5 separate regions of the Sus scrofa genome follow, and regions 1, 2, 3 and 4 are each linked to region 5. Evidence: chromatin contacts called from public targeted proximity ligation data. All regions are on one chromosome and are shown on one strand. The core of a region is the stretch at or near the end of the contact, and the rest is flanking DNA. Distances in the headings are between cores, read along the strand shown.

Region 1 (5,769 bases), core at 2,024-4,523, 190 kb before region 5:
AGAAGTTAAACTTCAGGCCTCCAAAGTCTAAACCCCATCTTCACACACCAAGCTCACCCGGGGGTGGTGGGGGTGCGGGGCCTTAAGCTCCATCCCCACCTCTGCACCTGACACTTCAAAAGCTCAGCCAGAATTTTCCAGAACCCCAAGTCTCATCCATCTGAGTCTTTACCTGGTGGTGGGTTCTCCGGAGGATCTGTAGACATGGCAGGCGGCTGGAATGGGGGTTCCAGGTCCCTGGGCGGAGGCTTTGGATGGTGAACCCTCACCATGGGCTCAGCTCTGGGGTGAAGGGGCAAGTTCGAGGCTGAGGAAGCCTCCAGATCAGATCCCACCTGAGCCAGCACCTCCCCGTCCCTTAAGGCTTCTGAAGGTGCTACAAGGAAGGACTGGGCAAGCAAATTCTGACACCTGGATAATGGCTGTGGCCAGTACATCTTGAAAATCCCTTCCCCAGCCCTCTCACCTTTTTGCTGGGACGATGAAGTTGGGCGTCTCACCGGCAAAACCCTGGATGTAAACAGGGGATGTTCGTGGGCAGGCAGGGAAGGCCCCTGCGGCTTCTTTAGCTCCTCACACTCCGAATCTCTCAGTCGCCAGAGGCCTGCCTAGGTTCACGCTAAAGGCTTTTTCATATAGGTCTTTGCTCAGGCAGAGGTCTCTTTCACCTAAAACTGTTCTCACTCTGAGCAAAATCCACCCTAGGAGTTCCTGTTGTGGCTCAGCAGTAACGAACTCAACTAGTTTCCATGAGGATGCAGGTTTGATCCCTGGCCTCGATCAGTGGGTTAGGGATCCAGCGCTGCCATGAGCTGTGATGTAGGTCGAAGATGTGCCTTGGATCCGGCATTGCCATGGCTGCAGCAGATTCGACCCCTAGCCTGGGAACTTCCTTATGCTGCATGTGCGGCCCTAAAAAAGAAAAGGAAAAAAAAAAAAATCCACCCCCGACTCAGCCCTTTTACTCTGTCTTCCATGCCCGCTGGAGCCCCTGCCCCCAGCTGAACCCCCAACATCATTCTCTGAAGTTCGCATACCTCAACCGGGGCTCTGCGGCTGGCAATGTCTTCTAGCATCACCACCAGAGTGGGCTGGGGGGCCTGGTCCACCTTTTGTGAAGGGCCTTCCTCTGGGCCAGGTGTTGGCTTTGAACGCCGCCTCAGGGTGGAAGGGGGCCGATGGACACGGCTCAAGGGCTCTCGGCATAAGCGCAGTGGGTCGGGGGGCCTAGGGACGGAACAGGAAGATCAGTAGGGCTCAGCTGGGTTCCCAGCTTACCCCTCATCCTGCCATGCTCACCTGGCCTGTGAGCACCACGTGGCTTGTCGGGGTGGTGAGGCAGGTGGCTGGCTTCGGGCGGAATCCTGATGGTTGCTGCGGTGCCGTGGGGTGGAGATCTCCTCTTGGGGCACCAGGGGAACCTAGGAGAGGAGGAGGTGTCGAGAGCAAGGTGACGGACAGGGCTTCCCTGGGCCTAACAGTGTCCTCTGCCATACAGATGGCAGACATCGTGCCTAGAATTCATTCGCGAGCCCAAGAAGTCAGCTGAGCTGAATTAAGGACCAGATAATAGAGTGTCTTGAGCTGCTGGTGTGGGACTTGGGTAATATTCACCCAGGTTTCTTTGTAGAAATGAAAAGGAGAAGGTACCCAGAGAGAGTCACTGCCCTATTTGGGGCCTCAGTTTTTCTAATCTGAGCAGTGGAACCAAAGACCTCAGCCTGCTTCCTAAGGGTTGTTTAGAAGTTGGGCTGGGAAGAAAGCAGAAGGGTTTCTCATACTTAGAGTCGTAGGGACGTGGTTTCAGCCCAGCAGAGTCGGTGGTGAGGAATGGGTCCAGGAGACCCTACCCACTTCCAGGTTAGAGTAAGTGAGAGCCGAGTGGGAGGCTGCCTGATGGATGAGTGTGAGAATGAGGTGTTTGTTATCCTCATTAAAGAACGGGTTTGGCTTTGGTACCCAGGAGACGGGAGGGAGAAGGGGGCCTCTCAGTTCAAGGGGCTCACCATGTGGGCAGCCATGACATCTTCCAGGACCACAGCCAGGACCCGCCGAGAGGCTTTTTCCAAGGGCGAAGGGGCCCCAAGGGGCTGCAGTTTCGGCCGTTTGGGGCTCCTGGCTCCCCATAATGCTCGAGCCAGAGGCTGGCGGCACAGACGCTGCCGGCCAGGCGGGCTGGAGGTGGAGAGAAGCAGAGGACGGTCCTCTAAGCCTGTTGTTGGCTCTGTGGTTTCCCCGGTACGGCCACCAGGCTCCCCGTTTCCCGGGCTCAAGACAGGCGGGCGGGGTGCGCTCTCACCTGGAGTCCCCGGGCAAGTCCATGGGGGAAGCGGCGGCTCCGGGGAGTCCCTGGGGGATCCCAGGCTCCAGCCTGGGTTTGGGGGGGAGCGGGGGAGCGGGGAGTGAGGGCCAGCCCCTCCCCTGGGGCTCCGCCCTTCATGGTCCGCCCGAGGCTCCCAGTAGCCCAGGGGCCGGAGCCCTGGGGCTCGGAAGGGCGCCCTCGTCTGGCCGCCGGGAACGGGTGTCTTCCCGCTGCTGCCGCGATCAGTGGATCACTCGCGCCCTGCCTGGCCGCGAGAACCTGGATTGCAGCGGCCCCAGTTCTCCCACGGCCCAAGCCTCCTGGGGCCTTTGTCCCTTCAGATTCTGCCCTGAGATCCCCCGGGATCAGCTGGGATCCCGGTCCTCAGAGGCTCAGTTTCCGCCAGATCCCTCTGTAATCCTCATCCACTCCCAGTGAGTGGGCGAGGACTCCGAAGGAACACTCCCACACGCCGACGGTTCCCCCCCTACCAGATCCCCTAGACTGGATCCCCGCTGAAAGAATCCTATAGCGCGGTTCCTCCAGTCAGACGCCGCGCGAGGATCCTCCTCTCCCCGTGAGCTTCGGCTCCACAAAGCTCCACTCAGAAAGGGGCTGCCCGAGCTTGAGCATCACAAACTCAGTCCGGATCCCCGGGGATCCACTGTCAAGCAGATACCCCCTTCACTCCAATCCCGGGAGGTCCCGCCCACAGACCCCCTCCCTCCGCCCTCCCCGGATCCCCGCCCAGCGCTCTCCCCAGCCCGGGACCAGATGGTTCAAAAGTTTCCTTCCCTCCCTCCTCCCGCCCTCTCTTCAGCCGCTCGGTGCCCTCCCCCGCGCGCCGCTCACCGCCGCCTCCCGCGGATCCCGGGTCTTCGACGGCTCCCACCTCCGGCTCCTTTAAAACTAGCCTTACCCAGCTCTGCCCAACCGCCGAGGGCCTTCTTCTCAGAGCCTTTGGGCAACGCCCAATCGCCGGTCGCCGTCTTCCGGGGTGGTGAGAAACTAAGTGAAGCCGCCTAGCGGCCATCATCCCTAGGGGCAAGAAGCCAAATTGGGCAGCGCCGCCATTATAGTTGAGGGCAGATAGCGCTGTCCTCAGTGGACCGCAGTGGGCCGGATGGCGTCATCTTTTCCGGCCAGTGAGTGGCCGAAGATGATGCCAAGGTTCTTGAGCTACTGAGGCAACTGTCATGAAGCTAGAGTACCGCCACGTTTTTTAAGGGCATCTTCCGGTTCTTTCGTACTTGGGCCAATAAACGTGAACTGAGTGCTAACGATATGTGAAATTCCCAGTTGCCTAGAGAGGCCCCTTTGAAGCCTTTTCCAGTACCATCGTGGGTTGCTGAACCGGGTTCCCGAGTTGCACGGAAGTGTTTGGCAGCGGGTGGCGGGGACCAGAGACAGGCTGGTGCCACCTCCTGCTTCTCTGGTTGCGTGGCGTCCTGGAGGGACTGGGCTGAGCGGGGGTGCGGAGGAGGCTGGGGCGTTGAGCTTCACTTCACCCAAGGGTTGTGTACCTCTTCCTGGAGGAGCGGGGGTTTCTGCCGCTGGCGCTGGGGGCTCAGTATAGAGGTGCTAGTGCCAGGAGACCAATAACAACCTTGGGGTGCTCGGTGGGGTGCGGCCGCTTTCCTCTCTTTTCGGGCCTCCCCCGAGCCCTCTTTCAAGAGGGACCTAGCTGATGGGCTGTGTAATCAGTCCCATAGTAGTAAGGGACCAGGGATGGAATCCTGCTGCTTAAAGGGGCTTCATCCTGAAACTTTTATACCAGGAGCCAGCTGGTGGTGGGGAGGTAGTGGCTTCTTGCACTGTGAAGGCACCCTCACCGCCTAACCAAAACTCATGCCTCCACTCCTTCCCCAGGATTCCCTGGTCCAAGCTAGTACTTATTTTCTTGCTGGAGCAAGAGAGCCTGAAGCCTAGAATCCTGCGTCTGAGATGACGGTGCACAAGTGACCTAACCCAGCCCAGCATGATTCTCGCCTATGAGATTAAATGATAAGAGTAGTGACACAGGGATTTCTCACTGTGGCTCAGTGAATGTGGACACGAATTTGACTAGCATCCACGAGGATTCGAGTGCGATCCCTGGCCCCGCTCAGTGGGTTAATGCCCTGGCATTGTCTCGATCTGCGGTGTAGGTTGTAGACACGGCTCAGATTCCACATTGCTTTTGCTGTGGCTGTGGTGTAGGCCAGCAGCAGTAGTTCCAATTCAACCCCTAGCCTGGGAACCTCCATGTGCCAAGGAAGCAGCACTAAAAAGAAAAAAAAAAAAAAAAAAAGAATAGTGACACAGAAAGGGTAGAATGGAAAGAGCCCCCACTGGTAAGAATTGGTGTAGAAAGTGAAGACACCCCAACTTGGTAACCAAGGACTCATTCAGAGAGATCTCCCAGGACTACAGCAACTCTCTTCATAACACAGGGCCTGCTGGGTCCTTTGGAAATCCGCCATGAGGCTTCTAGTTCAAATAGGTAGCTGTTCTTCCAGCTGAGGTGTTCATTCCCCTCTCCCCATTCAGGACTGGCTACACAAGTAGCCTGAGGATGAGCCCCTGCTGGTTTGGTGATGCTTCCTGCTGTGTTTGGAGAGCCCTTCCAACCTTGGTGAGTTGACACCCCCTGCCCCCAACAGACTCTCACTTTCCTGCTTAAACACCCAGGTATTTCCCAGACTTCAGGACAATGAAAAGCTTTTGCCTGTCATGGCGCAATGGAAACGACTCCGACTAGGAACCATGAGGGTGCAGGTTCAATCCCTGGCCTCGCTCAGTGGCTTAAGGATCCAGCGTTGCTGTGAGCTGTGGTGTAGGTCACAGATGAGGCTTGGATCCCACGTTGCTGTGGCTGTGGTGTAGGCTGGCAGCTACAGCTCTGATTCTACCCCTAGCCTGGGAGATTCCATATGCCGCAGGTGCGGCCCTAAAAAGCAAAAAAAGAAAAAAGCTTTTAAAGGCAGAGCCTGCCTGATCTGAGTTTGTTTTTTCGGTCACTAAGAAATTTACTTTTTAAAAAAAAAATCCTGGAGTTCCCGTTGAGGCGCAGCAGAAACGAATCCGACTAGGAACCACAAGGTTTCGGGTCCGACCCCTGGCCTCGCCTAGTGGGTTAAGGATCCGGCGTTGCCATGAGCTGTGGTGTAGGTCACAGATGCGGCTCAGCTCTGGCGTGGCTTCGGCATAGGCCGACAGCTACAGCTCCAATTGGACCCCTAGCCTGGGAACCTCCATATGTCACCAATGCAGCCCTAAAAAGACAAAAAAAAAAAAAAAAAAAAAAAAAGGACAAATAAAAAAATCCAAATGCTGGCATTGTCCAGAAATTTTTTTTTTTTTTTTTTTTGGTCTTTTTGCTATTTCTTTGGGCCGCTTCTGCGGCATATGGAGGTTCCCAGGCTAGGGGTCTAATCGGAGCTGTAGCCACCGGCCTATGCCAGAGCCACAGCAACGCAGGATCCGAG
Region 2 (6,146 bases), core at 3,304-5,803, 150 kb after region 5:
GAATATTCATTAAGCAGCTAGCTTTGCCAGGTCAAGGTTAATCTCCTTTGGAGGGACAGAGAAGGAACAAGAATAGCCCGTGCTTTGATGGAGTTTACACTTTAGTGAGGGTAGAAAATACCAGGTACACAAGTGAATGGTGACAGCCAGGGACAGTGTTTGCAAAGAAAAGAAAGCAAGTGCGGACAGGGTCTGGAAGGAGCTTGGGTGGCAGGACAGCCTCTCCCTGAGGTCACTGAGGAATACGAGGAGCCACAGGCAGTAAACTACTGGAAAACATATCCAGAAGCATCCTCATTTTTCCCCCAGGCTCCCCTCATCCAAGGCCCTGGTCCAGGGGTGTCTGCAAGGAAACCAAGTCCAGGAGAGGGGCAGTCCTGCCTCTAGGATCAAGGCTCTCAGAGCCAGGCCGCACAGGACAGAGGACACTGCAGTGGGGATCTTGGCGACACCTCCTCTCTCGGCCACGGTCCCCAAGGGCTCCCTTTGGCCAGGGGCAGAGGTCTGGATCCCTGCCTTATGGGACACCTCCTCCACCCCCTCACTCAAGTGTCCCACTCACGCCAGACCCCAGAGCTGAGCCAGCAGCTGTGACAACGCCCAGTCCTCAGACCACTCTCTTGGGGCCCCCGAGCATCCTTCCTGATTTGAGGTCCAGGACCTTGGAGATCACAGGGGTGGGACGGGTCCTTAGGATTCGGCGAACATGCCATCACCAACGAGACCGCCCCCCGCCGCCGCCCCCCCCCAGCAGGTTGGACGATACATTAGGAAGCCTGGGACCTCCTGGGAGGGACAGGGAAGCCGCGTGGCACCGTGAGACTTCCAGGGCAGGTGGGCAGCCGGGGGCTGGAGGTTCCAAAGTCACTTCTTCTTGGCACGATCTGCTGCGTCCAGGGCTGCCATGTTGCGGGCGGCCGTGATCAGGTGGATGACACTGATGAGGGACTTGAGCAAAGCCACAGGGGCGGTGACCCAGAGGCCCATCCGGAAAAGGCCCACAGAGCCCACTGCGGGAAGGGAGCAGGGGCGACAGAGAAAACAGGACGCAGGTGAGGGATGGGCCCCAGGGTTCTTGGCCTTCCTCTCCCTGCGCAGGCCCAACCCCCCTCCCATCGGCCTTGCCCAGCCCCTCGCTTCCTACCTAAAGGGCCCTCGGAGAAATTGAACAGGTAGAGGAGGCAGTAGAAGAGCTCATTTCCCGCACACAGGGTAAACAGAGCAGGCTGCGAACGGCAAAAAGGTGGCATAAGCAATACGGCGGGGCAATGCCCCCAAACGACGAGGGACCCTACAGGTGACATAGGGGCACAAGGAGGTGCAGGAAACAGGGCAGATCAGGGAACCCACCCAAGTCCCCTCGCCATCTGGTTTGGCCAGGAGCTGTGGGTGGCACTCACTGACGAGGTCAGGCATAAACAGGATGATGTGTCTGTCTGTCTTTTTTTTTTCTTTGTCTTTTTAGGGTCGCACCAGCTATATATGAAGTTCACGGGCTAGGGGTTGAATTAGAGCTACAGCTGCCGGCCTACACCACAGCCACAGCGGATCTGAGCCCCATCCACGACCTACGCCACAGCTTGCACCAACACCAGATCCTTAACCCACTGAGCGAGGCCAGGGATCAAACCCGCATCATCAAGGATGGATACTAGTCAGGGGCTTCACCTTCTAATTAAGCCACAACAGGGACTTCCAGGAAGTTGTTTCTGCCTGGCATCGCTGCAGACCCCTCGAAGGCCTGGGCCCTATCTGGAGGTGCTGACCCAGGATAAAAATTACACTCCTTGTGCTTGCTTTGGCAGCACATATACTTAAAAAAAAAAAAAAAAAGTACACTCCTTATCAAGGCTTAAGGCCTTGTGTTTTTTTTTTGGCTGCACCAGGCCAGGGATCAATGAATCCACCACACCCACAGCAAGTCCCCCTAAGGCCTTTCGCAAGCTGGTTCCGCAGACCTCTCTGGCTTCCTCCTCCCTCCCTTTTCCCTCCAGCCACTCAGCTCTACCTTCCTGGACACACCCGGGGCCACAGGTCCACTTGCTACCCGGAGCCATTCACACAGGCCCTTCTCATCAATCCTACCCTGGACCCAGCGCGGAGCCCAGGACTGGCCTAAGCTAAGCGGGGTAAACAGCGAAGGCTCACCCTGGAGGTGTAGTAGATGCGAAGCACTGGATTTCCCGACAGGTCAATCATCTTGTGACTTTCACTGCCTCGGACCACAGAACTTGGGGGAGAAAGAAAGTAGGGGGAAATCCATGAGCGTTCATTACATTGAAAGCCAACCCCCAGGAGGCAGGTGTCAGGATGCCTCGTTGAACAGAGGAGGGACTGGGCACAGCTGAAGACCACTGTCCTGCCCAACGCCACCTAGCTAGGGGAAGAATCAGGACTCAAAAGCCCCGTGCCCCTTCCCAAGGGATTTATTTATTTTTCTTTTTATGGCTGCCCCTGGGGCATGTGGATGTTCCCAGGCTAGGGGTCGAGTGTGGTCAACGCCACAGCCATTAGCAACACTGGATCCAAGTCACAGGGACCTACGCCACAGCTTGTGGCAACGCAGGATCCTTAACCCACTGAGTGAGACCAGGGATCGAACCCACATCCTCACACAGAATGTGTCAGGTCCTTAACCTTCTGAGCCACAACAGGAACTCCAGCCCAAGGGATGTTTGCTCTGTGGAATCCTTGAATAACCAGCCAGAAAAGTTGCAGGAATTACTGAATCCAGCTGTAAAACAGGACTGAAGCTGATTCAGAGATTTGCCCAAGGTCGTTCGGCAAAGCAGAGCTAAAAAGGAGATCTCCCGAGAAGCCTGAAGACACTGCCCCCACCGCCATATGACCTCAGCCCTCCCCACCCGGTCATCACGCCCAGAATGACAGACCTGTGAAGGTGCAGCCAGTGGCTGGCCACATCCAAGCTCATGCTGAGCTGGAAGAGAAGGGTGGCTCGAGGGTACAGCAGGGCCAGGTTGACCAGCAGACACATGGTGGAGCAGCGGTCTGTCAACATGTCCAGCATGGCCCCAAACCGGGTCCCTGAAAAATGGTGGCTATTAGGTGGCAAAGAGCTGTGGAGGAGGCGGTGGATGGATGACAGGGGCCGTATCTGGTGGATCATTCAGATGCAGAGTCTAAGGGTGACGGTGCATCCACTGCCTGGGGAGGCGAGGAGACTGTTCTGCCTGGACCAAAGGGCCAGGGTCACCGTGCCACAAAACAGAACACATGGGAATGCAGAGAGAACAAAGCAGAAGTGGGGAGGCTAGCTCTAGAGCTCATCAACCCCAGAATCCAGGGTCCAGGTCTCCAGACAAGAAGACTTGAAATCTTAGGGAAGTCTTGGAAGTGAACAGATTCAAAAAGTAGACAACCCTCCAGAAACTATCCCTCTTCCCTCTCCATCTGCCTTCCAAACCCACCTTCTGGAATCATTCTGGCTGGTGCCTGCCACACAGGAGATACCAATAAACATAAACATCTGTTGAATGGATGTTTTAATCCTTCGGAGAGGCCGGCAGCACTGCCACTTGCCACGCCCAGTCTTGCCATCCCACACCCCTCCTCTCAAAGAGTGCTTCTCAACTGCGAGCTTAAATCCCTTCCGCTACAAAAGCGGGCCACTCTGCTCTGCTTTCTACAGAGATGGGAATGACAGAGCTCCTGAGTACCTGAGGAAGCAGGAAAAGGGGGCAGAGGGTTGTTGGGCCTCGAGGCTGGCTGGGAGGAGGTATCTGTCACCTTGATTAAGGACTCGAGCAGCGTGTCCATCAAAAGCGTCCAGAAGTCCGCTGAGCAGGTAGAAGGAGGAGGCCGTGAAGGGGCAGCAGGGCATGAAGTAGAAAGAAATGATGGCGAAGACAATCCGGGCATAACCTTGGGACGGGACGAGGGAGAGACAGGGCAGATCAGGAAGCCTGCCCAAGACCCCTGGCCCTCCCGTTCGGCCCGGAGCCGCGGACAGCACTCACCAATAAGGTTAGGCACAAACAGGAAGATATTTTCGCTTGGCATCGCGGAGGCCCCCTGGCCGCTCTGGGCCTTATCCGGAGGTGCCAACTCTGTCCCAGCCCCGGCGCGACGCTCACCCTCCAGCCTGGCGCATCGGCCGCGCCCACTGCGCGCAGGTCTCTGCTGCCCCAGCCGGGTCCCAGATGTTAAAGCTCAATGTCGACCGTAGCATGGGCTAACCCAGCTGTGAGCCGGGAGCGAACACCCTGCCCTTCCTCAGGGCAGACGCTCGCCTCTTCCTGCCTCCAGCTGCGGCCTCTGCTGCTCCAGCTGTGCTGGGCTTCCGGAACCTACTCTACTGCGTTCTACCTTGCAAAATTGGAGAAAGGAAGAAGAGGCTTTTGAAATGGCTGCGGCCCCTTTAAGACCTGCTGGCTTCCTTGTCTTCCCTCCGCCCCTTACCATCGGCTTGTACCAAAGCACAGAGGGAGGAGAGGGGAAAAAGAAACATAGTCGTCGAGCAAAAAAGGGAATTGAAAAGGAGAGGCCAAAAGAGAAGGAGGCCTAGATAAATGTCTCTACGTTCCTTTCTGTGCAGGGTATGACTTCCTGGAGACAAAGATAAGGGGAGAAGATTCCGCTCTCTCGCGTTTTTGCACCCCCAAGAGGTCAGGTTATTTGGTACAGTCCACATTTTCCTTCCCCGCCCCCCTCTCTCCACCCTCATTAGCTCTTGCAGGATCCAGGCAACGAGATGACAGCCAGAGGGCCCGAAGGGCGACCTGGGGGGGGGCTGCTTTTCGCGTGCCCCTAGTGGTGGGAGGATTAGGTCGCAGGCTCCACTCTGTGTCATCTTCCCAGGTCTCTCTAGATTCTAGCGCTAGAGTCACTGACCCCTAAGAGGGACCTAGCAGGGAGCGGAGGAGTTGCGAATGCGACAAGCTAGGAAAATGCCCTTACCCCTGTGGTTCTAGAATCCCTAGTCTCCTGGCAACGGCGCTGCGGAACCTTTGCATATGCCAAAGTTTTCGTAGTAAGGGGTAGCGGAGCCGCCCTGGGTTCCCCTTTTTCCAAACTTCTCCCCCAACTCCCCGCTCCCACGGCCCCTAAAAGGGCTTTTTAGACCTCCCTGTCCCCTCTTCTGCCCAGGAGCCCAAGATTTCGACCCATCTGCCAGGTCGGGGGTGGCAAGTGGGCTGCCTTGTCTTAAGAAGGGCCTTGGATGGGAAGAAGGAAAGCGAGGCTCTCGCCGGGCCGAGTGGAGGCAGGGGAGAGGGGGCGGGCGTGTGGGTGTCCCACTCCCTCCCCCAGGAAGATTTAAGGCAGCGATTTTTTTTTTTTTTTTTTTTTTTTTTTTGGTCTTTTTGCCTTCTCCAGGGCCGCTCCCGCGGCATATGGAGGTTCCCCGGCTAGGGGTCGAAGTGGAGCTACAGCTGCCGGCCTACACCACACCCACAGCAACGCCAGATCCGAGCTGCGTCTGCAACCTACACCACAGCTCACGGCAACTCCCAATCCTTAACCCACTGAGCGAGGCCAGGGATCGAACCTGCAACCTCATGGTTCCTAGTCAGATTCCTTAAACACTGAGCCACGACGGGAACTCCAACCCCCCCCCCCCCCCCCCCCCCCCCCGCTTCAGAGAGAAACTGACACAGTCCTCTAAGGCCTTGGGCGAGAGTGGTGGGTTGGGTTTGGCAGAAGGAGGCTGGTTTCGCAGCCTAACATGGGCTCCAACTGTCCCCAGGGGGATGACATCCACTCCTACCAGGAATGAGGAGAAAAAGGGCAGCCGGCTGTCCCAAGCAGCGACCTCTACAGCCTCATTGAGTGGAGGTCTGGTGAGTGTCCGAGAGGACTTGAGGTGGGGGTGAAATGAAGTAGAGAGCTCTCAGCTGAGGGCACTGAGATCTCCCAGCCTTGAGACCCTAACCTCCACCCTGAGCCCAGAGTCCCCAGCACTAGGTCCTGAGGTCACCCAAGGCTGCCCTCCACTTCCACGGTCTTCTAGATCAAATCTCTCTCTCTCTCTCTCTTTTTTTTTTTTCCTTTTTAGGGCTGAGCCTGCCACATATGGAAGTTCCCAGACTAGGGGTCAAATTGGAGCTGCAGCTGCCGGCCTACATCCAAGCCACATCTGTGACCTATGCTGCAGCTTATATAGCAAGGCCCAGATCCTTAACCCACTG
Region 3 (5,409 bases), core at 1,244-3,743, 200 kb after region 5:
CCTATCCTGGGAACCTCATATGCCATGGGAGCAGCCCAAGAAATAGTAAAAAGACAAAAAAAAAAAAAAAGGAAAGAAAAGAAAAAAGGACTCCAAAGCTACAAAATCTAAATGCTCATCTGTCTCAAGCCTCTGCCATATCCAAGAAAATGGCTTTATTTTTTTTTTGTCTTTTTTTTTTTTTTTTTTGGTATTTCTTTGGGCTGCTCCCGCGGCATATGGAAGTTCCCAGGCTAGAGGTCGAATCAGAGCTGTAGGGCCAGCCTACTCCAGAGCCACAGCAACGCGAGATCCGAGCCGCGTCTGCAACCTACACCACAGCTCACGGCAACACCGGATCCTTAACCCACTGAGCAAGGGCAGGGACCGAACCCGCAACCTCATGGTTCCTAGTCGGATTTGTTAACCACTGCGCCATGATGGGAACTCCAAGAAAATGCCTTTAAAACATCTCCAGTGAGATCTCCCACAGGCCCCTTTTCAACACATCCAGACACACAGAAGTAATTCCCTCCCACATCTGTTCTATACCTGGAGGGTTCTCACCAAGAGAAAGTTCCTCCGGATTACCGTATCAATAAACCTCTACCTCGTGTTACTTCTGATCATCCTATTGAATTAGAATGCTACCCCAGGGAGTTCCTGTTGTGGCGCAGTGGTAACAACCCAGCTGGTATGCATGAGGACTCGGGTTTGATCCCTGGCCTCACTCAGTGGGTCAAGGATCCAGTGTTGCCCTAAGCTGTGGTGTAGGTCGAAGACATGGCTCAGATCCTGCAGTGCTATGGTTGTGGCTGTGGCTGTGGCCAGCAACTACGGCTTCAATTCGACCCAACCTGGAACTTCCATATGCTGCACCTGCAGCTCTATAAAGACCAAAAAAAAAAGGGGGGGGGGAGTTCCCGTCGTGGCTCAGTAGCTAACGAACCAGGCTAGTATCATGAGGACTCCAGTTCGATCCCTGGCCTCGATCAGTGGGTTAAGGATCTGGCGTTGCTGTGAGCTGTGGTGTAGGTCAAAAACTTGGTTTGGATCCTGCATTGCTGAGGCTGTGGTGCCGGCGGGCAGTTATAGCTCTGACTGGACCCCTAGCCTGGGAACCTCCATATGCCACAGGTGCGGCCCTGAAAAGACAAAAAAAAGAATGCTACCCCACTCTCCACTACCATTTTAACCTTTGTATTCTTCATAGACCTCATTGCCATCTGGAATTACATGTTTCTGTCTTCGTTTTGGTATGTTTACTTGCTTATTGTCTCTCCCTACCCCCACAAAAAAGAAAACTCCATAAGGCTCATCTTAATCAGATTCATTTACCAAACTATCTCCTACACTAACTGGCATTTTGCCAATATTCATTGAACAATAAACTCTTCACCTGCAGATATTTGAAGACTGAGCTCTGCCTCCCCAATTTCAATTTTCCTGCTCTCACAATCCTTGTTAACCTCTTCTGAATCCCCCTCCCTGGACTTTTAAGGTTCCCCTTGAGCATATGGAGCCCGAACCTGACTGCGACACACTTTGAGAAGGTAAGGTTCGCCTGCCAGAGAGAACTGTCCACTCTCCACTCTGGCGTCCCTGGCAAACCCAAAGCAGCCCTCTCCTCTGACAGTCTGTTATTTACAGATAGATTTCTAGAGTGTAGGGACCTGTGTTAGGTCCTCCAACTCTCGGGGGTGGTTGCTGGCAGTGCTGAGGTAGAAGAAACTGATGAAGGTTGCCTGGAAGGGTGCTGTTGGCACCAGGGCTGCTTCCCGAGTCTTTTGAGCTGAGGAGGAAAGAGTGGAAGAGTCCGTGGGGAGCAGTAATGAAAATTTGGTCCTAACATGTTGAGAATTTGCTGGTTACTACTGCTGGGTGTAAAGACCGAGGGAGGAAGGGGATGAAGAATGAGAAAAGGGAGGTGCCATGGGATGTAGGGGATGGAAGAAGTGAGAATGAGTTGACTGGACGGCAAGAGAGAAGGGGCGTGAGAAGACTGGGCGAAGAAAGACTGGGAGAAAAGGGAGACGGGGATCTGGAGGAGGCAGGACAGTAAGCAAGGGCGGCTCGCGTACCTCCGGCGTCAGTGAGCACCTCCGCGCGGCCGCTGAACATGGCCTTGAGCATGGTGTCCTGTCCCGTGAGGGTGCGCAGCGTGGTGTAGTGCAGCGAACCGCCCACGTTTAGTTTCACATACTTGCTGTTCGGGGTCAGGGGCTTGAGACCGTAGGCGGCGGAGCCAGGCTCGAGACCCGCGGGCTTAGGAACTTCCAGGGACTGGGCCTCCGCCGCTGCGGGGCCAGACGCCTCGGCCGACATGCCTGGTGGCGGCGGCGGGCGACGATCCTTGGTTGTCTCCGCACCCTCCGGCCGCTCCCAGAGACCCCGGGACCCGAGCCCTTGGGCCGGACCGCTGGGCCCGCACGCCCCTAAGCCCCGCCGCTACTTAGTGACACTGGCCCTCTGGATCATCGCGCCGGAACCGCCCGGAAGCCGGGCGAGAACTGCGCAGGCGCGTCAAGGTCCCGCCCCCGACCTCGCGCGGCCGGGAGGGAGGAGCATGCGTGGTGGCGGTGGGCTGGCAGAGGGAGTCGAGCGCGGGCTGCGGGAGGGCGGGGCGCCGCGTGAGGTGTGTTCAGGTCGCCTGTCCGGGAGACTCGAAGTAGGGCTCTTGGCCACCTGCCTGTGTGGAAAACACTGCCCCCTTCGCGTATCTCCACTCTCAGGGTGCTTCATGGGCGTGAAGGGGAAGGGGCCCAGAGAGGCAAGGGGTTGGGGCACAGTTTCCCGCCTCCCGGCCCCGCGCATTTGACAGCTGCGAACGAAAGCCCCAAGGGGAGCTCTTAAGGGAGGCCAGACGGAGGTGGCCTCCCAGAGGAGGTGGCAGTAATGCTAGGTAGGGCATGCAGGATGTGAATAGATGAGGTCGTCCGTTGACGAGCGCTTCTCTGAGGAAGTGATACTGAGCTGAAGCTCAGAAGAGACGCCTATGTGGAGGCGGAGGGCAGAGAGTTCCAAGAAGAGCCCGGGGCAAATACAAAGACCCGTAAACCAGACACACTTGGCATATTTAACAGGCAGAAAGAAGGTCAGGGGTGGCTAGAGCAACCTGGACAAGGGTTTTAGAATCCCAGCCTATGTCGTGAGACACCCAACCTTGGAAGAAAGAAATAAGCTAGGAAAACGTTGCTGGTAAAGTGTGGCGAGAAGTGTTTGAATCTGATCTCATCTGCATTCTGTTGAGAGGCTGATACCTGGGACATTTAACAGTCGATCTGAATGTCTAGCAGGAGAATCTGCTGGAGGGAAAATGAAGCATGAAGCTGTAGTTCTGCCTGGCCATCAGTTCACCGGCAGTGTTACTTCTCTCTGGGCTTGTTTGGTTTCTTTTCTGCTGAGTGACGTGTGCAAATGTAAATGGCAGGGGCTAGGTAGGAATGTAAATGAGTGGAATGAACCAGTTACAAGGTATTAGGGAGTAACAGGGCCTGTGTTAGCCTGGAGAGCCCATGTTTTACCCAAAGGGCAATATTGTCAATTCTGATTTTTCAAGTGTAGCTGGTGAGAAAGAGAAAAGCAGCTCATGACAACTGGGACCCAGTTTTCACTATTCCTTCAGAAGCCTCTGTTGCTATGAGGGGGCCTGACACTATAAGCTAGGCTATGATGTTGCCCTGTTGAGCATAAACAATTTTATAGGACACCAGCTTCAGAAAAAACTCCTCTCTGATGAATTGAAAGACTGTTCCATAATCATAATTGAACACGAAAACAGGAACATTGTCCAGACCACAAAAATGACCAATGGTGACCTTTTCCATCACAGTCTGAGTGACGGCTGCTTCTTTACCAAGTCCAGCTTTAGCCCTGATCCATTCCTCCTAACTTCTAGATAAGAATTATTAAGATAACCAAAAAGAAGGAGCTCCCATTGTGGCTCAGTGAGTTAAGAACCCAAACTGTATCCCTGAGGATGCTGGTTTGATCCCTGGCCTTGCTCAGTGGGTTAAAGATCCGGTGTTTTCTTCTCTTCTTCTTTTTTCTTTCTTTCTTTCTTTCTCTCTTTTTTTTTTTTTTGTCTTTTTAGGGCCACACCTGTGGCATTCAGAAACTCCCAGGCTAGGGGTCGTATCAGAACTCTAGCTGCTGGCCTATGCCACAGCCATAGCCACGCCAGATCCAAGCTGTATCTGTGACCTACACCACAGCTCACAGCACTGCCGGATCCTTAACCCACTGAGCGAGGCCAGGGATTGAAACTGCGTCCTCATGGATGCTAGTCAGATTTGTTTCCACTGAGCCATGACGGAAACTCCAAAGATCTAGTGTTGCTGTGAGCTTCGGCCTAAGTCACAAATGAGGCTTTTATCTGGCATTGCTGTAACTGTGGTGTAGGCTGGCTGCTGCAGGTCTGATTCAACCCCTAGCCTGGGTACTTCCATGTGCTGCAGATGTGGCCCTTAGAAGGCAAAACAAGGAAAAAGAAAAAGAATTATCCCTACTTCCTGGCAGCATCCAACCTAGAGCAAATCTCCCCTTTTTTGAATCCTACTAGAAAATCACCCAACACAAGCCCCAATCCTGAAATAAGTCCTTTCTAGTATGTGCTTACAGAGGTGCCCAGGCTGCATGCCCCGTGCTATGCTGTCTCCCTTGTTCAACCACAAGTGCGCTCCTGGTGGTCTTTGGCCGGAAGGCATTGTCAGAAATGGAGGATCCACAGAGATTCAGCTGAAACCCTCACTAACTCAAACTAGGACCCTCGACTCTAGCAACAACATACACACCTGAGATCCCTTCTGTCTCTAACTGTTTGAGGTTGCAATCCTACCCTTGGCTGGGAGGTAAGTTCTTGTTGAATTGGACTCTGACGTTTTGTTGAGACCCTTGAGTATTGGGATTATTTTGTTTGTTTTCTTTGGAAAACGATCCCCTTCCGTTTTTTGATTATCCAGTCACATTTTTCCTTGGGAGAACTGTTTTCTGGCTTTCTCCACCTGCTCCTATGGTCTGCCCCCCTCTCTAGTGTTTTGGATTTTTTTTTTTTTTTTTTTTTTTTTGGCCACACCTGTGGCATGTGGAGGTTCCCAGGCCAGGGATCCAACCCGCATCACAGTTGCTGCCACAGCTGTAGCAATGCTAGATCCTTAACCCACTGCGTCTCATGGGAACTTCCCCTGTCTAGTGTCTTGAATATAGTGTGTTACAAGAGGAAAAGTCTTCCTTTTTTTTTTTTTTTTTTTTTTTTTGTCTTTTTAGAGCTGCACCTGCAGGCATATGGAGGGTCCCAGGCTAGAGAGGTCCAATCAGAGTTGCAGCTGTCGGCCTATGCCAGAGTCACAGCAATGCCAGATCCGAGCCGCATCCTCGACCTACACCATAGCTCACGACAATGTTGGATCTTTAACCCACTAAGCAAGGCCA
Region 4 (5,477 bases), core at 2,411-4,910, 150 kb before region 5:
AATACCATTGAAGACTTTGTGGAGGTTTTTTGGGTCGGGGAGCTGCAGGGACATACTGACTCAGGTCTAGCCTTCAAGAGCGTGATTTAGGGAATTCCCGTTGTGGCTCAGTAAGTTAAGAAGCTGACTAGTATCCATGAGGATGTGGGTTCAGTCCCTGGCCTTGATCAGTGGGTTAAAGAATCCAGCATTGCCACAAGCTACGGCGTAGGTCGTGGATGTGGCCTGGATCCTGTGTTGCTGTAGCTCTAATTCAACCCCTAGCTTGGGAACTTCCATATGCCACGGGTGCGGCCCTAAGAAGCCCAAAAAGAAGGAGTTCCGTCTTGTCACAGTGGAAATGAATCCAACTAGGAACCATGAGGTTGCAGGTTCGATCCCTGGCCTCCCTCAGTGGGTTAAAGATCCGGAGTTGCCGTGAGCTATGGTGTAGTTGGCAGACCCGCCTCGGATCTGGCATTGCTGTGACTGTGATGTAGGCTGGCAGCAACAGCTCGAATTGGACCCCTAGCCTGGGAACCTCCATGTGCCAAGGGTGTGGCCCTAAAAAGACAAAAGAGCAAAAAGAGAAAGAAAGAAGGTGGAGCTGGAGAGAGGAGGAGCCACAGAGGAAGGGGAAGCAGAACCAGGCACAGTGTGAAGCAGAGCTGCCTGGGTCAGCACAAGGCACAGGACAAGTGCTGTCTGTGCTTGTTTGTCCAGCTAACAATTATCCATTAAGCATGGATCATGTGCGAGGTAAAAATGTATGTGCCAAGAAACAGCAAGGAAATCAGATGCAGGAATCCTCTTGGAGCTTATAATTGGAGTGGGGAGAGTTGAGTGACAAGCCAGTACATAAATAAGACAAGGTACTGTGATTGCAAATTATAAGCTCTACAGGAGTTCCTGTCATGGCTCAGTGGTTAACGAACTGACTAGCATCCATGAGGACGTGGGTTTGATCCCTGGCCTCGCTCAGTGCGTTAAGGATCTGGCGTTGCCACAAGCTGTAGTGTAGGTTGCAGACATGGCTCGGATCTCACCTTGCTGTGGCTGTGGCGTATGCTGGTGGCTACAGCTCCAATTCGACCCCTAGCCTGCAAATCTCCATATGCCATGGTTTTGGCCCTAAACAAATTTTTTTTTGGATTTGATTCTAAATAAATTGGGAAGCCACTGCATTGTTGTTTGCTTTTTTTGTTTGTTTTTGTGGGCTGCACCCGTGGCATATGAAGGTTCTCAGGCTAGGGGTTGAATCAGAGCTGCAGCTGCTGGCCTACACCACAGCCATGGCCATGTCAGATCCTTAACCCACTGTTAATTGAAGCCAGGGATCGAACATGAGTCCTCACGGATACTAGTCAGAATTGTTTCCGCTGAGCCACGACAAGAACTTCTCACTTTTTAAAACATTTTATTTTATTTTATTTTACTTTTTTGCTTTTTTAGGGCTGCATTTGTAGCATATGAAGATCCCACGCTAAGGGTTGAATCAGAGCTGCTGATGCTGGCCTACCAAACAACCACAGCAATGCCAGATCCAAGCCAAGTCTGTGACCTACACCACAGCTCAGGGAACTTGGGATCCTTAACCCACTGAGCGGGGCCAGGACTGGAACCCACATCTTCATGGTTACTGGTCGGGTTCATTATCACTGAGCCACCACAGAGACTCCCTTTTAATATTTTAAATTATAGTTAATTTTTTTTGTGTGTGTGGTAACCTACACGTCATAAAATTTACCATTTTAATTTTTTTTTTTTTGTCTTTTTGCCTTTTCTAGGGCCGCTCCCATGGCATATGGAGGTTCCCAGGCTAGGGGTCTAATTGGAGCCGTAGCCACCGGCCTACGCCACAGCCAAGCAACTTGGGATCCGAGCCGCGTCTGTGACCTACACCACAGCTCACGGCAATGCTGGATCCTTAACCCACTGAGCAAGGCTAGGGATCGAACCCGCAACCTCATGGTTCCTAGTCGGATTCGTTAATCACTGAGCCACAACGGGAAGGACTCATTTTAAACATTTTTATTTTTGTTTTTTTTTTTTTTTTTTTTTTTTTTTTTTGTCTTTTTGCCTTTTTTTCTAGGGTTGCTTCCAAGGCATATGGAAGTTCCCAGGCTAGGGGTCCAATTGGAGCTGTAGCCGCTGGCCTATGCCACAGCCAAGCAATGCGGGATCCGAGCCGCATCTGCAGTCTACACCACAGCTCACAGCAACGCCGGATCCTTCACCCGATGAGCAAGGCCAGGGATCGAACCCGCAACCTCATGGTTCCTAGTCAGTTCGTTAACCACTGAGCCACGATGGGAACTCCTGAAATATTTTTAAATGTACAGTTGGGTGGCATTAAGTACATTCACACTCTTAGGCAACCAACACCACTATACCTCTAACTGTTTCATCTCCCCAATAGAAACTCTGTACCCTTTAAACAAAATGCCCTATTCCCTCTTTGCCCAGCCCCTGGTAACCAAAATTCAACTTCCTGTCTTTATAAATTTGACTACTTTAGGGACCTCATATAAACCACTGTTTTGTTTTTTTGGGGGCCACCCTATGGCATATGGAGTTCCCAGGCTCAAGATCAGATCTGAGCTGCAGCTGCAGCAGTACTGGATCCTTTAATCCACTGTGTCAGGTCGGGGATTGAACCTTCATCCTGGCGCCGCAGAGATGTCCGACATGGATTCCATTGCGCCACAGTAGGAACTCCCCCCTGGAGGGTTTTAAGCACATGACCGTCAAGGGTTCAGGTAATCTGATTTGAATTTAAAAACTTACTTTGCTATTACATTTATTTATTTACATATTGATTTATGTATTTTTTGTCTTTTTTGAGGGCCGCACCGGCACTATGTGGAGGTTCCCAGGCTAGGGGTCTAATCAGAGCTGTTGCTGCCGGTCTATACCACAGCCACAGCAACGCAGGATCCAAGCCACATCTGGGACCTACACAACAGCTCACAGCAATGCTGGAGCTTTAACCCACTGAGCGAGGCCAGGGATCGAACCAGCAACCTCATGGTTCCTAGTCAGATTCGTTAACCACTGAGCCACGATGGGAACTCCCTGTATTATGTTTAGAATGGATAGACAATAAGGTCTTACTGTACAGCCCAGGGAACTGTATCCAATGTCCTGGGATAGACCATGATGGAAAGTAATATGAAAAAAAGAATATCTATATGTATATGTATGACTGAGTCACTTTGCTGTACAGCAGAAATTGGCACAACATTGTAAATCAACTGTACATTAATAATAATACTTTTTAAAAATGACACAAAACCCACTCTGGCTGCTCTGAGGAGGGATGGCAGTGGAGGAAGTTGAGTGGAGGTGAGAGAAGCAGAAGAACTGGAGGTAGACACTCGAAGAGGAAAGGATAGGGCCTGTCCAAGGGCTGGATGTGGGAGCTGCAGTATCAGAGGGGCCTAGGACAAGGACAAAATTTTCGGCTGAGTGAGGAGGATGGAGATAACAGGGTAGACTGTGGCTTCCTGTAGCTGGCAGGGAGCTCTTGGAGCTGTCTGGTTCAATGTTTTTTGTTTTTATTTTTAGGGCCACACCTGCAGCATATGGAAGTTCTCAGGCCAGGGGTTGAATTGGAGCTGCAGCTGGGGTCTACACCACAGCCACAGCAATACCAGATCTGAGTGGCATCTGCGACCTACACCACAGCTCATGGCAACACCAGATTGTTAACTCACTGAATGAGGCCAAGGATTGAACCCACAGCCTCACGGACACTGTGTGAGGTCCTTAACCGGCTGAACCGCAATAGGAACTCCTGGTTCAAAGTCTGAAGCAGGGTTTGAGAAACTGAGGGTGGACCTCTTTGTTGAGGGCACTTTAGAAGGGGCAGGAAGAAGTGGCACTTGTTGCCATCTTGCGGGAATATTGCTCCACAGAATATGCTCTGGGAAAGGCGGAGGCCCAGAGACCAGCCTGGAGACCCCAGGCCTAAATCAGCAAGGACCTAAACCAGAGGAGCTAAACTGTTTTGTGAAGCCTGTCACCCTCCTGTAGGGCAATTTCACTTGAATGACCTTTGGCCCCACCCACCAGCATATGGAACTTCTGAGGCCAAAGATCTAATCCGGACCCATCTTAGACCTATCGCACAGTGATCACACCAGATCTATAACCCACTGTGCTGATCCAGGAATCGAACCAGCAACACCACAGAGACAAGCCACATTATTAATGTACTGGGCCACAGAGGGAGGACTCCTGAATGACACCTCCCTGTACCTGACTCCTAAACACAACCCTCTTACGTACTTTTTTTTTTTTTTACAGTCAGAGAAATTATTTTTTTTTCTTTTTAGGGCATATGGAGGTTCCCAGGCTAGGGGTTTAATCGGAGTTGTAGCCGCCAGCCTATGCCACAGCCACAGCAACACGGGATCCGAGCCACATCTGCAACCTACACCACAGCTCACGGCAACACCAGATCCTTGACCCACTGAGTGAGGCCAGGGATCGAACCCCCAACCTCATGGTTCCTAGTCGGATTTGTTTCTGCTGCGCCACGACAGGAACTCTGAGAAATTCTTTTTTAACTTACTTTTAATCCTTATGCCCTGCTCTGCGACCTACACCACAGCTCAGGGCAACGCCGGATCCTTAACCCGCTGAATGACACCAGGGATAGAACCCACATCCTCATGGATCCTAGTCGGGCTCCTTACCGCTGAGCCACAGCAGAGACTTCCAAGAGGGTCCTTCTGACCTTTCTCAGACCTTATCCTATTCACTCCCGGCTGCCCCTACAACCTCCTGGAACAGGAGCTTCCAGAATTTCAGTCTCGACCAGGCTTCCAATAGAGAAGGTTCCTGGACCATCTCATTTTTAGATCCTCAGCCCTGGGGATAATCTGCTGTCACCCCGTGACGGGTCGAAGCCCGCGGATAAACGACCCAGAGCCGAAAAAAAAACGTCTGAATTCGCAGCGGCGGAACGAGCCGGGCTCGGCGCTGGAGGCGGTGGTCGCCAGCCTGGGCGGGGCCGCGGCTGCACCTTCAGCACGGCGGGCACTGGGACCCGGCTGGGAAGCGGGGCCGCCGCGCTCTGGGCAACGCCGCCCCCCGGCCGGTGGCAGCGCCTTGGCGGGCGTCCTGTCGCCGCCGCGGCCATGTTGACTGAGGGCTCGAAGACAAAGCCACCTGGAGACACCGGCGTGGCGTCATCTGGGCACGACGGCGCGGGAGCAAAGTTCGTGGGGCGGTGTTGCCGCCATCTCTCAGGAAGGCACCTTCCAGTCCTGGTTCTCCGGGCATCTTCGGCCACCCCCGTGGGTCCTCGAGGGGCTGTTCCTGCTCCCCCGGCCCCAGACCCTTGGGCCCGGCCGGGGAGCAACCCGGATCGCCTCTCCTGCATGGACCCCGGCCGGTAGGGGTGGCGCTGGCCCACCGCCGGGGTGGCACTTACGATGGCGCCGCCCCCGGCCCCGCTCCCCACGCGGGAACCTAACGGGGCCGGGGGCCAG
Region 5 (5,755 bases), core at 2,756-5,255:
AGGGAGGGAAGATTCATCTTTTTTCCTCTTGCTGGACTGGGCACCAGCTCCTTTCAAAGGATAAGGTTCCTGAGGGATCTGGGCAGGGGCTGGGGGTTCTCACTCACCATGTCTTAAGTCTCCTGGGGGCAAGGCAGTGGCTCTGGCTGGAAAGGAGCAGAGAGTCAGCCTGGGGCGGTCCCTCTGGAGTTATATAGTCCTGCCCCAGGGAGCCCTTAACATACCAGGGTAACCTTAGCCCTGTGGGTGCCCACCCCAGATACCAAAATAGCCCAGCTCAGAGCCTCTCCTTTCTTGGAGGGCCGGCAGCAGCTGGAGCCCAGGGAGGGAGGGAGGAGAGAGTGAATCTTGGGATGCATGTCTCACTCGGACCTGGGCAGGAAGGGATGTTCTTTCTCCCAAAGGGGGGGGGGGGCTGGAAGGTGCCAGAGTTCAGAGAGGGCCCAGGCTGAGACAGACTACTAGGAGAGAGAGGAAACAGGCCCCTGTACCCCTGCCTGAGGTGGACTCACATGGAAACCCAGGACATTTTGCTGAACACCCAGAGCCTGCAAGGCATGGGTCTGTGCTTAACGGGTACGATTCGGCAAACACAGCCTCCCCCCACCCCCATCACAGAGTTCACAGTCAAGAGTATAATATGCGTGAGGCTAGTGACAGAGGTTCAAGGTGAGTGAGAGCTGTCTGGGGAAGCTGGGGATCAGAAGGTTCTTCTATATCCCCTTTTGGGGGGATTTTGTGAGGAAAGATTTGGGGCATAGAATCACTAGATATGGAGGCACTAGACAGGCTGGAGCAGAGAACCTGCTCTATGACCTTGGACTTGGTACTACAACTCCCTGGGCCTTGGTTTCCTCTTCTATGAAATGGGGGTGAAATTCCCATGCCAAAGAACTTGGGGATGTGAACACTATTTGGAAACAGTTAGTGAAGTTTCATCCTTGTAATTAATATCCAAGCCCTGCCTTGGTGGAAATTATAGTCTAGCCATGGAGACATCCCAACCCAGCTGGTCAGGAGGACAGAAGGATAGGGCATCACAGCCCTGTCTAGGAAATGACTTTATGAAGGCCAGTAGAAGCGAGTCAGGTGAAAGTGGGGAGGAGTTCCTGCTGTGCTGCAGTGGAAACAAACCTGACTCGTATCCATGAGGATGCGGGTTCCATCCCTGACCTCGCTCAGTGGGTTAAGGATCCGGTGTTGCCATGAGCTGTGGTGTAGGTCACAGATGCGGCTCGGATCCTGCGTTGCTGTGGCTGTGGTGTAGGCTGGTGGCTGCAGCTCCAGTTCTACCCCTAGCCTGGGAACTTCCACATGCTGGGTGTGGCCCTAAGAAGCAAAAAAAAAAAAAAGGTGCAGGTGAAGGTGGAGGAGCAGGCATGCTAAGCAGAGGGCATGGATGGGTAAAGGCCTGGAGAAGTGAAAGATCAGAAGTCTTTTGCTCAACAAAACTGTGATGGGGCCTGAGCAGAGGCAAGAGGAACTGGCTGGACACTAGACACTGGCGGGTCTTCAGTACCAAGCTGAGGGCTGAGACTTTTTGAGCCTTGGAAAAGTTTGAACCATGAGAAGGACATGGTCTAGTATGAGTCCATAACACTTTTGTGGATAGTGGTGTGAAAGTTGGAACTCAGAGGAGAGGAGTCAAAGACACCAAGAGAGAAGCTAACTGGTCACCTTCTCCCGGGTGGCTGGGATGGCAAATGGCTTCTCTCTCCAATCTGGGCAAGAACCGGCTTGGCTGATGTGTGTGATTTTAAGGTATTCTCTCCTACCCCTCTGGGCCTCTGTACCCTAGTCCCATTCCACGCAGTGGTGGTCTTGGGAAATAGTGGCTGAGGAAGCCCCAGAAGGCCCAGGGTTGGCAAGGACACTCATCTCCTCCTCCTCCTGCTCCCTCTAGGGCCTAATGTCCTGAGGAAGCTGCCTCCTCCCCGCCCCTGACTCCGGCCTCATGCCAATGTCTCTAAGACATTTTCTTTTCTGGGCACAGCGGTCCAGCCACCTGTTGTCTCTAAGAAGAGAGAAGGAGCCACCCTAAACTTAGCAGCGGCCCTTGGCCTCCTGCACTGGTCCCTCCCTGCCTCAGTCGACAGCTGCCTCACCTTATATGGTTACCATGGGGGTCCAGGTCCAGGGAGAAGCCCACTTATTACTGGTTCTGGGAGGGGAGGAGAACTCCAAAGAGGGGAATGGGGGAAGAGCTCAGGAAGCTCAGGTCAAATGAAAAGCAAGGAAGTTGAGAAGGAGATCTGGAGCAGCACTGGAGTTCACAGGATCTGAGTCTGAGCTGGGAGTAAGGAGCTTCAGAGAACTCAGAAACCAGGGAACTGGCTGAAATTTCAGGATGGTGGGCTTTGTATGGAAATCAGAGCCCCCCTGGGGCTACATCCTGAATCCTGGGGCTCAGGGCAATGGGAGATAGAAAGAGGAGGGGCTGGTAAAGACAGGGCTTTGTGTTCGTGGTCTGGGGTAGCCTGGGGGGCTCATGAGGTTGGGGTCTGATTTCTTAGCAGAGGTTGAGCACAGAGAGGTGTGTCAGTGAGGGGAGAGGAGCCGATGGAGTGCGTTTTGGGTCCCCCAAAGAATAAACACACAGATATGGGAGTTTATGGTATTGGAATTCACGATTTGGAGTCTGGGATCCCCACTAGAATGGAGGCAGCACTCACGGCGGCCCCGGATTCTGGGGAGGAGCTCAGATAGATGGAGCTGAGGTGAGGGACTTGGGGGTTGGGATTCCCGTAGGAAATGGCGGATGCAGAGAGATGAGTCGCTTATAGGATTTTGGGGCTCTGGTTATAGCCGCCTGGGCTTGTAGCGTTGCGGTTTCTTGCGGGCTGAGATGACAATTAGAGACGGAGTGAAGGTCAAGAGTACTTGATCAGGGCACGGATCTGTAGTGGGCTCGGAGAATGGGGCCCAAGAGTCGACTCAGGCAGAGCAGCCTGGCGCTCTTATTGTCTAGGGGTTGTACCAAAGCCCCTAGCCCCCGCCCTCTGTCTGCGCTGTCCCCAGCTGTCACCCCCCTCCCGCGCTAGTCTCCGATTGTCACCGATATCTCCGGCCCGGCACCGCCTGCTGGCAGCACGCCTTCTCTTTGGAAGCTGCCATTGGGTGAGACAGCCGTCTATCTTCCTCCCCTGTTGCTAAAGTGAGAGGACGCATTCATTGGCTGATGTAGCGAATTAATCGCAACTGTGGCCCGCCCCTTCCAGCTGTCATTCCTTCCTGACCTTCTTGGGAGACCTAAAGAATATCTCAGCTCCTACTGACTGCGGATGCCGTCTGGCGCCGCCTAAATAGATATCGCTGTCTGTCAAGTTGACCTCCGCCTGCTTCTTTTCATTGGCTCCCTTTTTAACCATTCCTATTAGCCAGGCCCGCCTCTTTTTGCACAGCACCCGCCTCCTCCCCCAGTCATTCACTCTCCAGAGGCTTTAATTGGCCAAGAGGTTCGGCTTCCCGCTTTCTTATTAGTTACTCCCTTCATCCTGCCTCCCGCTGCCTTCACTCGTCCTCTCATTGGTTTTATAGCCCTCTGCCTTCTCCATTTCCTCTTCCCAAATTACCCACCCCCTTCCCACCTCCAGCCCCACCCACCCTCCAACGATTGGCAGAAACCCAGTTCCCTCTCTCCTATTATTCGTCCAAGCGCTTTGACTAAGGCGGTAGAGAAAAGGAGCGCGATGGGACCGCCCGCGCGCAGGCGTGGAACGTCGAAACGCTGGCCGCTTGGCCGGCACCCGGGCGTGTGCGCAGGCGCGAGGTCGGCCGCTTGCCCGAAGCGGGAGGGGGGGCGGCAGCGAGAGAGCGAGAGGGCTGAGAGAGCGCGAGTGAGACCCCGCCGCCTGGCGCCCCCGGACCCCTGCCCCGCCTCCGTGCGCTGGGCTGCCGCCCGCGCGCTGCCCCCGACCCCGGAGCGCGCCGGGCCGCGCCCTTCGCCCTCTCCCCTTCCTTGGCGGGCGGCGCGGAGCGGCCTGAGGGGCGGCGCCTTTTGCGGCCGCCCCGGCGGGGGGATGTGAGGGGCGGCCTGCGGTCATGGAGACGGGCCCGGCGCCCCTGGTGGCCCCACCGCGCCGTCATGGCGCCCCCGCGGCCCCCTCGCCGCCGCCCCGCGGCTCCCGGGCCGGGCCCTTCGTGGTGGTAGCTCCGGGCCGCCGGTGACTACGGCCACTTCGGCCCCGGTCAACTTGGTGGCCCCGGGGGAGGCGCAGCCCGCATGGGTACCGGATCCGACCCAGACCTCAGACTCGGCTCCGGCCTCGGCTCCCGCTCCCGCCCCCGCTCCGACGGTCGCAGGCAGCACGGCGGTGGTGCCGACTCTGGAGGCCTCACCCGACGCCCCGAGGGCGCAGGTCTCCGGCCCAGAGCCCTTGGAGCCCGAGGCTGTGGCAGGAGCCGAGATGTCCACGGCTCTGGCCCCAGGGGCAGACTCTCCGAAGACGGAGGAGGCTAGAACCTCACCCGATCCTGGACCAGGTACCCCCACCGGGACCCTCACCAGGACCCCTTCAAGAACGGCTCCTGGGGCCCTGACCGCCAAACCCCCGCTTGCCCCCAAGCCGGGAACCACAGTGGCCTCAGGAGTGACTGCACGGGTGGCAGCAGTGACACCAGGACAGGTGACAAGTAGACATGGAGCTGCAGCAGCAACATCAGCATCAACGGGACAGGCTCCAGAGGACCCCTCGGGGCCTGGCACAGGCCCTCCAGGGACATGTGAGGCTCAGGTAGCTGTCGTGATGGTGACCCCAGCTCCAGAGCCTACTGAAAACTCTCAGGATCTAGGCTCCACGTCCAGCCTGGGACCTGGCATCTCTGGGCCTCGAGGGCAGGCCCCAGACACGCTGAGCTACTTGGACTCTGTGAGCCTCATGTCTGGGACCTTGGAGTCCTTGGCGGATGATGTGAGCTCCATGGGCTCAGACTCGGAGATAAATGGGCTGGCCTTGCGCAAGACGGACAAATACGGCTTCCTTGGGGGCAGCCAGTATTCAGGCAGTCTGTGAGTACCCGGTGGGACCGCCTCAGGGAAGCAGAGGTTTTTGGAGGTGGAGGTGGAGGTGGTGGGGGTGGAGGGACTCGGATGATACACCTTGCCTACTCTCTGGCAGCCCCATCCTCCTCTGAGGCTCCAGGGGGTGATCAGTGGGAATGAGATGCTTAGCAATCCCTATCTTGCCTAGAGCGTCCTGCGGTTTCTGTGGCTCCAGCCTGTTAGTTTCAGACCAGGTGTTAGGAGTTCTAGGGTTGAGCCCAAGCCTTGCCTTTGGTTTGTTGTGTGCCATCGAGTTAGGACCGTCCCCCATTTCCCTGCCTCTCTTTCCTCTTTTGTGAAGTGAAAGGTTGAGTGAGACCATAGCTCAGGTTGGCCCAGCTCCTTGATGGAAACTCCAGCTACAGGAAACATATTTTGGAGGTTTGGCTGGACAAGGGTTCTGGTCCTGTCTCTTTTAGGGGGACCGTCTGGAGGGATGTAGGCGCCTCCTCTCCCCCATTGCCCTAGGTCTGCTGGATGGTGAGGTGGGGAAGTCTGTTTGATGGAGGGGAGACTCTGAAGGCAGGGCCTTCTGTGCAACAGAAGGGCAGTCTTGTGTTTTCACTGAAGGAAAGGAGTGGGGGAGGCCTCTTCCCCATTTCCTCATCTCCCCAGCCCAGCGTACTCTTTCCTAGTTCCTTCCAGGGGCCTGAGTCACTCCTAAGGTGGGGGTGTGATTGCTTTTGACTTCTTCCTTCCCTCTCTTTGGATCCT

The links.
Region 1: a contact with region 5 is called in a targeted proximity ligation map of alveolar macrophages. A contact is called at or near these places in 1 of 5 promoter capture datasets (fetal skeletal muscle), 1 of 47 Hi-C or Micro-C datasets (embryonic fibroblasts) and 1 of 2 datasets of targeted methods (alveolar macrophages).
Region 2: a contact with region 5 is called in a targeted proximity ligation map of alveolar macrophages. A contact is called at or near these places in 2 of 5 promoter capture datasets (fetal liver and liver) and 1 of 2 datasets of targeted methods (alveolar macrophages).
Region 3: a contact with region 5 is called in a targeted proximity ligation map of alveolar macrophages. A contact is called at or near these places in 1 of 5 promoter capture datasets (liver) and 1 of 2 datasets of targeted methods (alveolar macrophages).
Region 4: a contact with region 5 is called in a targeted proximity ligation map of alveolar macrophages. A contact is called at or near these places in 1 of 5 promoter capture datasets (fetal liver) and 1 of 2 datasets of targeted methods (alveolar macrophages).

The regions. Positions count from the first base shown.
Region 1 is chr3:17,748,107-17,753,875 of Sscrofa11.1, forward strand. It overlaps PRR14 (proline-rich protein 14), which reads right to left and starts at 3,274. Exons shown (of 12, transcript XM_021086416.1): 1 at 3,155-3,274; 2 at 2,300-2,371; 3 at 2,007-2,175; 4 at 1,300-1,421; 5 at 1,038-1,227; 6 at 467-510; 7 at 173-282. The coding sequence starts at 2,322. LOC110259905 (a long non-coding RNA gene) reads left to right here and starts at 3,536. Exons shown (of 2, transcript XR_002342364.1): 1 at 3,536-4,916.
Region 2 is chr3:18,087,414-18,093,559 of Sscrofa11.1, forward strand. LOC100622642 (putative protein T-ENOL) reads left to right here and starts at 4,554. Exons shown (of 6, transcript XM_021086430.1): 1 at 4,554-4,625; 2 at 5,705-5,798. The coding sequence starts at 5,709. CDIPT (CDP-diacylglycerol--inositol 3-phosphatidyltransferase) reads right to left here and starts at 4,020. Exons shown (of 6, transcript NM_001167642.1): 1 at 3,978-4,020; 2 at 3,748-3,882; 3 at 2,892-3,045; 4 at 2,149-2,230; 5 at 1,145-1,226; 6 at 865-1,010. The coding sequence starts at 4,020. The coding sequence ends at 865.
Region 3 is chr3:18,139,096-18,144,504 of Sscrofa11.1, forward strand. KCTD13 (BTB/POZ domain-containing adapter for CUL3-mediated RhoA degradation protein 1) reads right to left here and starts at 2,494. Exons shown (of 6, transcript XM_021086431.1): 1 at 2,061-2,494. The coding sequence starts at 2,304.
Region 4 is chr3:17,796,041-17,801,517 of Sscrofa11.1, forward strand. It overlaps ZNF764 (zinc finger protein 764), which reads left to right and starts at 3,661. Exons shown (of 2, transcript XM_013992477.2): 1 at 3,661-5,477. The coding sequence starts at 5,421.
Region 5 is chr3:17,940,906-17,946,660 of Sscrofa11.1, forward strand. TBC1D10B (TBC1 domain family member 10B) reads left to right here and starts at 4,006. Exons shown (of 10, transcript NM_001244423.1): 1 at 4,006-4,152; 2 at 4,155-5,008. The coding sequence starts at 4,042. MYLPF (myosin light chain, phosphorylatable, fast skeletal muscle) reads right to left here and starts at 166. Exons shown (of 7, transcript NM_001006592.1): 1 at 108-166. The coding sequence starts at 110.